2 separate regions of the Anser cygnoides genome follow, and region 2 is linked to region 1. Evidence: chromatin contacts called from public Hi-C data. All regions are on one chromosome and are shown on one strand. The core of a region is the stretch at or near the end of the contact, and the rest is flanking DNA. Distances in the headings are between cores, read along the strand shown.

Evidence for each region. Hi-C and Micro-C count contacts between places; a contact is called where the count stands out from the background.
Region 2: a Hi-C map of liver shows a contact between it and region 1, with 2.1 times the contacts expected there. The contact joins two enhancer-like sites. A contact is called at or near these places in 2 of 7 Hi-C or Micro-C datasets (granulosa cells and liver).

Annotation. Positions count from the first base shown.
Region 1 is chr2:72,553,897-72,557,248 of Taihu_goose_T2T_genome, reverse strand. All of the region lies in intron 9 of RREB1 (ras responsive element binding protein 1), which reads left to right. Among named protein-coding and RNA genes, the nearest start is that of SSR1, 35 kb to the right of the region's middle. Within about 2 kb of position 1,823, at least 1 of the 3 cell types and tissues checked has open chromatin away from gene starts, as enhancers often do. A contact at or near this core is called in liver, where this site is marked.
Region 2 is chr2:72,781,653-72,785,004 of Taihu_goose_T2T_genome, reverse strand. The region is part of intron 1 of LOC106034886 (a long non-coding RNA gene); the gene reads right to left. Among named protein-coding and RNA genes, the nearest start is that of LY86, 31 kb to the left of the region's middle. Within about 2 kb of position 1,729, at least 2 of the 3 cell types and tissues checked have open chromatin away from gene starts, as enhancers often do. A contact at or near this core is called in liver, where this site is marked.

The sequences.
Region 1 (3,352 bases), core at 574-3,073:
CATGATCCCCTCGCAGAACAAAAGTCTGCAGGAAGCGCTCTGCGACAATCTTTATGGTGGGATGAAGCAGCAGCGCCCTAACGGGGTCTGGTGGGAGCTTCCCTTCTAGCCAAAGGGATGCTGACGGCAGGGAAAGCCTTCCTAAAGCCGCTCTGACGAGTGCTGGGGTGACACGTAGGATGTGCAGGATGTTGGTGGAGGGTAAATGTTGTTCTTAGTGCTTGTGCAGACAGTGCTGGGCTGGTCAGAGTGGTTCGACCTGCCCCCAGTAGACAGAGCCCTGGGCCACGGTTGGATAACACAAAGCACTTCGCCACCGTACTGGCTCGACCTGTTCCCAACTGTTCATCCCCACAGCTGTAACTGACCTAGCTGCCCAAAAAAATGAAAAGGGCAAGGGGAGGGACCAGCAGTCTGAGATCAGTTCCTGGATCCGGCTCGCGGTGCAGCCCTAAAAAGAGCACATTGATGCAGCCGAGGCGTGGAGCTGGCAGCATCGCTTGGGAGGCGCTGGAGACGGATGCTGTTGAAATTGGCTTTGCTATCAAACGCTTTGTGTCTTCAAATAGCAGCTTCAGAAAGCAAGAAAGGAGCCCAGCTCCTGTGCTGGTAGCATTACCGCGTGCACTTTGTAGCACGGCTGAGTGTTTCTAGCAGGCTTCACCAGCTGGTGTTTAATCACAGGCCAGAATCATTCAGCAGCTTTGGACCTGTGGTCTTCCTCCACCATCCAAGCAAAATGGATTTCAGAATCAGTGGAAGTAAATTACAATTTGATGCTGTGGCTCGGTTTAAAAGGGGTAATTTCTCTTTTCGTTCTGGGTGAGCGTTGTGGTTGGGAATCACAGGAGAAGCCCTGTGAAGGCTAGACCTGCAAGTGAACCATAGTCCAGATTGCACTGTATGCTGAAAGGAAAGGGAATGAGGGGAGATGCTTGGGAGGCATTTGGTCTGCCCTAAAGGAAGTGGAGAGGAAAGCTTTAAGGTGAGGTGTAAGACAGGACGCACAATTCAATAGAGTGTCATTGGGAACAAGTTTATAGAGGGCTTCTTTTGGTCTTGCTTTAAAACGAAAGGAAAAACAGGATGGTGGCTTTGAATAGGAGTCGGGCAATGTGTGTAAGCGATGGGGCTCATGCGTGTCCTTGCTTGGTGGAGCAGAAGGAGCAGCCTGACGACAGCTCGTGACACAGGAGGAGAGTATCTAATCCAGGAGGGGTGGCTCACAGCGCTCGGGCCAGGGCAGAGTGCTGCAGCTGTACGGTGGAGCAATTTAGTGAATCGCCCACTTTCATCATGTTAAAGCAAGCCTGCCCTCGCCTCCTTAGGCCCTTCTGAATGCTCCTTTCTTGTGACAAAATGTAGTCGATGGAGGTGAGATGTGGGATGGGAATGGGGTAAGGGATTATCTGTTACATAATTCAGAAAGACACTTTCCTAAGGAAAGATCACTTTCTTTAAAGAGCTTGCTTCTGATGTGAGAGAGTCAAAAACAACTGCTCTGTGCTAACTAGGCAAATATTTACGAAGTAAGTATGCTCAACAGTGAATTTTCCGATTAGTCTTTAGCAGAATTCATCTTTGCTCTAGAAATCTGCCACTCTGTGATCACCACAGAAATCATGTGAGCCCTGGTTATAGCGGAGGACTTTTTGTTTTTCCAAACTGTCATAGTTGTCTGTACCTCTGAACTACATTTGTGGTTATTTCCTAGAGGACAAAGGGCTTGAAACTGCATTTTCTGTCAGACAAAGTTTAACAGCCACTCCAGAGCTGTGGCTCACGGCAAAGCAAGAGTTGCTTAGAGCAGGAGTGAGTGGCAAACAGAAGAGCCATGAAGTTGGACTGAATGCTAGAGCTGTTGTGTAGAAGATACTGAGGACATGATATATAACTTCCTGAGTGTATTGCCAGCTTTACATAAAACTGCCTTTCTGATAAACAGGAGAATTCACTGTGAACTGAAAGTCTCTGGCCTTTTTTCCCCCAGTTCAGTGCAGATTTCCACTTGCTAGGTGCAGTCAGATCTGGTCCTGAATGCCTTTGTTTGTGTTGGTGACTTGAACTGCTCACTTGAAGGTACCGGGGGATCCCAGCTTGTGTAAAAGGCAAACATCATTGTGCTCTTCATCTGTTCTCCAGGGTATTAGTTTCAACCAGCTGTTTCATTTAATAACCCCTTTCCAGTTTTGGTTCTCTCCTTTTTCCCCAGATGTGTTTAGTTCCCTTTACTTTAAAAAGTCCTTTTCTATCTTTAATTTTTTAATTTCCAAGATATGAACGAAGATCCCTCAACCATGGGCAAATTAAATATTTAACTTTGTGTATGATTTAATGTGTTGTAATGAAGGTGGCTAAATGTTAGAGTGTTTACAATAAAAATGGACAAAGATAGCCCCCATGTTTTTGCAAGGTGACTGCAGGTTGGAAAGATGTTCTCCAAATTGTGGGTAGAAGAGCAGCAGGGTGCAAGTTCATAAAAAGTACCAAACTTACTAAGCTGCTACCACCTAGTGGTGGCTGGGCCTATTGTAAAATAATAAAAAAAAGAAAAAGCTGGGGTTATTTCAGTTAACATAGGAAAAATAGTAAGTCATTGGCTCATCCGACTGGTAATGCCAGCTGCTTGTCCAACATTCATTTCCAGTGCTCTGTCTGCTCCAGTTTTGAGCATTATTTATGTGATGGGTTTGCTGACATTTCTCTTGGGATGTCAGGAGTGTTTGGCAATAAACACTTGCTTTAAAGTCCCCAAATCGTTTCCACTACAACACCCTGTTTTATCTAATAACTCCTCAGTATCTCAAGCTCTACTCTCTATTCCACCTTAGTTCCAAGGAAAAAAAACACACAGGAAAACAGAACCAAACCAGCAGACTCCCCACCTTGATCTCTATCTGCTCTTTTATCTGAAACTTTCCATGTTCAGTGTGTCTCTCTTGATAATTTTGTTTGTGTATGCAGGAAAGCAGTTTACTCCTTGTTTTGTTTCTTGCTTGCCACCTCTAAAAGACAAAGTGGACTGTTCTGAATAGACCGACTTAAAATTGCAGCTTGAATTGTAAATAGACTTCAGCAAAAGTCTTTTCTTGCCACAGTTTGAAGGAAAAAGTGATTTTGGCTACAGCTATATAGTGGTTTCTTTCATGCAGTAGGAAAAGTTTTTGCATTCTCAGATGGAGTCCTTGAGGTTTTGCTTATGAATATATCTCCTGAGAAGTTTGTTTTTTCCCAGAAGCTGAAGAGGCAGCAGCCGAGCTGCAGCTTCACATGGCCGCCTCCCTGTGGCCTCACCTCCCCGCCTGTCCACTCCCTCTCTTACGTCTCCCATCTTCTTTGGCTCCTGTGTCAC
Region 2 (3,352 bases), core at 480-2,979, 230 kb before region 1:
CTTCCTCACATGACGAGAGCTGGCTGTGGAAGATAAGAGGACAAAGTCACATGCAGTCCCCTGGGACAAAGAGGTTTCCCTCTATGCTCTGCCAGCCTTCTAGATTACTGTAGTATTCCCCCCCAATACCCACACCTCCAAGAAGGCCCCCTGGAATATTATTACCCTGACCTAGCTCTGGCTAGGTAACACAGAGCCTTTTAAAAATAAGAATTGTATAAATATGTATTATGAGGCAATCCTCTACAGACTAACACTTACAGGGTTAACTCTTCCCTTAGCACTCCCCTGCTCTCTTCTCTGGGACAGGGACTACATGGTTCTCCAGGGCTGCCCTGGCCCATTGAGAAAAGCCATCACATTAGCAGATATTCTCAGCCCAGCTCCCCCATTTGTCTCTCAGTGCTCTCTGATTTAAACATATGAGGAGCTGGCCTTAAACTAGACCTGATTTCAAGCGCATCAGTGTCTACAACAATTTCCCCAACAGCATGCAAGGAAAAAGATACAGAAGGAATAAAAATAGTGAGAAAACAAACAGCAATAAAAGTCAGAAATAAAGCTGCCTTTGTTCTGCTCTTAAACCTATACAGTGAAACAAAATATTTGCATAGAAAGATCCTGCTCGTGAGGCCTTAAAACTTTCTCCTCCCTCTGTTTCCATACCATTACGGTGTTTTTCATCCATGTCAGCTGCTCCCAGAAGCTCATTAAATATTTCCCCAATAAGTGAGACTGAGCACCACGTTCACCCACTGAGAACCCTCCGCCTCCATGGACACAGGACACTGACCAAGGAGCCTGAAAGGATCACAGAGGAGCAGTTAGCATCAGCCAGGAGACAAATTGCTAAGAGGGATTCAGGCATCTCCAGTTGGCGCAAAGCCTGAACAGAGAGATCGGACAGAAGAAGAGGCTCTCAAAGAACCCTGCCTGAGGCTCTGGGGGATTTCTGCCAGCGGGGTATTTTGATGATAAGGGTTGCAGAGCTTCTCAGTCTGTCAGGAATGAGCCTGCAAGATGGTAAAGCATTCCCCGTTGGCCCTATGATAATGCCTGTACTATCTAGTTATACAATAAGCCTTAGGTTGTTTTCCTAACCCAGGCAGCAGCTGGCAAAGCTAAAATGAGCTACTGTTGTCTCACACTGCAGTACAACAGCCTCACATGCAGTTTCCTTCTCCCTACCATATCTTCCCTCTTCCACTCAGCTGCACAGAGCATACTGATGCCATCAGTGCAGGAGCAAGGCACACCCAAACCATGCAGGGAACAACTTAGGAGGTTCAAACTCCAGCCGCTTTGATCAGGAGAGTGGCTCCACCAGAGCCAAAATAAATGTTTGCTGATAATCCCGTGCCCTCTGTTTGCTTGTGTGGCTCCCATTTTATTAGCTTTCTTATGGCAGGTTTTACAGCTGAGGTCAGAGTGATAAAATGCACAGATTGTTCTTCACCATGCTGATTTGTTTCTCCACAGTTTGATGCAGCCTTACCTTGAAAAATGCGATACTTTGATCCAGGGTGCTTTCTTGTCGCTTGCAAAACTTCACCTCCTTTAGCCACTTGACAAACAGTTAGAAAAGCAACAGGCTGTTCCAGGGCAGGAGGAGAGCAAGTCATAATCAGGTTTTCCTACTGAATGCTCAAGATACCCTTTACTGAAATACCCAAATCCTAAAGTACCCAAATCAAATGATGGTGCTTTACCTCTCTCCAAGGAGCGCTCTGCCTGTTGCCCCAGAGAACCCCTTGGGTAACTGCAGGACCAACATCAGATCACAAGATGCCAATCACTACCCCATCATCTCAGAAATGTCAGAGTCTGCTCAATAGCTTTTAATTCAGCCCAAAACACAATGCTACAACTTTCATCTGTTCTCCCTACTTTATTTATTCAAGTTACGCTCCCGCTAACCCATTTGGCTTTCCCATTCTGAAAGCCAAGAGAAAAATCAAAGAAGGAAAAAAGGGTTTTGTTTTTCCCTTATTTTTTCAAGTTCAAACTACTCAGGCTGGGAACTAAACCAAGCTGCATCAGTCAGCTGGAGACCAATTTACCTATTAACGGTGGCATAGCAAAAGCTGAAGAAGCCATCAGAAGCTTTCTGGTCCCAAGATGGAGTTCTTGTTGCTTTTCAACATGTTTAGAAATTACTACTCAGCCTTTACTGAATTTTATGAATGGAAAATAGTTTTGCCCCAGAGCCTGTATTTATTATTCATAGCTTGGTTTGTTCTCCCTGGATGTTAGGGAACTGTAGATCCAGATCAGGAATACACAATATTTTCCATCCCTAATTCTTTCATCAACACCTCTAAAGGTGAACACACAACAGAAGACACGTTTATAAACACATTGTTACCTTCTGGATGATGAGTACAAACAAACAAGCAGGCCTGAAGCCACTGCTAAGATGAGTTTTGCTTCTGCAGTTGCAGAACGTGGCAAGGAAACAACACTGCAGAGTTTTTCTACTCCACACCACTGCTGCTTGCTCACACAAGTCTCTCATAATCTTGTCTGAATAGCAAACCGCTGACACTGGCATTTGCTGGTCAGACAGAAAGAGCAAAATGGATGCAAATCCCCAGAACAACCAAGATAAGAAGCTCTAATTCAAGTAGACTCTGAAGTACCTCAGATTTTAAATCACACCTGAATACTCTGTGGCACGCACACACACAAAGGCACAACACATCATCTCCAGTCCTCCAGTCCATCTGTGAGGCAGTTCAGGGAAATTTTTCTGCATTGGCTTGGCTGCAATCACGATCTCTTCAGGCAGACCTTCACACAACTGAGATTTCCATCAGGATTATGAAGCATATTATCTGCAGATTTTCTGTGTTGTTTCTGCCTGGTTCTGTTTGTTTTGTTTTTGTTTTTTTTTTTTAACCTCCTACTTAAAATGAAACCCCAAACACTGATGAGACAGAGCTAACAACAGAAGAATATTAAGGTGTGAAACATCTTCTGCTCAATCTAAAACGAAGCAGCCAGACCAAGCAAAGCAGTTTGTCTGGACAGCAGTTTGCAGTCTAAAAGATGAAATAAGTGGAGAGGCCTCCTAGAAACAGACTGGTGGTCACACAGCAGAAAGGGCTGGTAGGAAGACTCAATCTAATTTGAATGAAGTCCAACACTTCAATTGTATTCTGCTGCTATGAGTCCTTCAGCAGCAGAACTCGCTGAAGGAGCTCCTGGTCCTGTCAACACACAGGAGTTGTGCTGTGGTTTTATTTGCTTATTTTAGGCTCAGTTAGTTCCCTGGCCTGCTTCCTACCACAAATCCTTCCACGCAGCTGAAGGGTCAAAATCCCAGATGCAGCATTCCTTACGATTAAAGCAC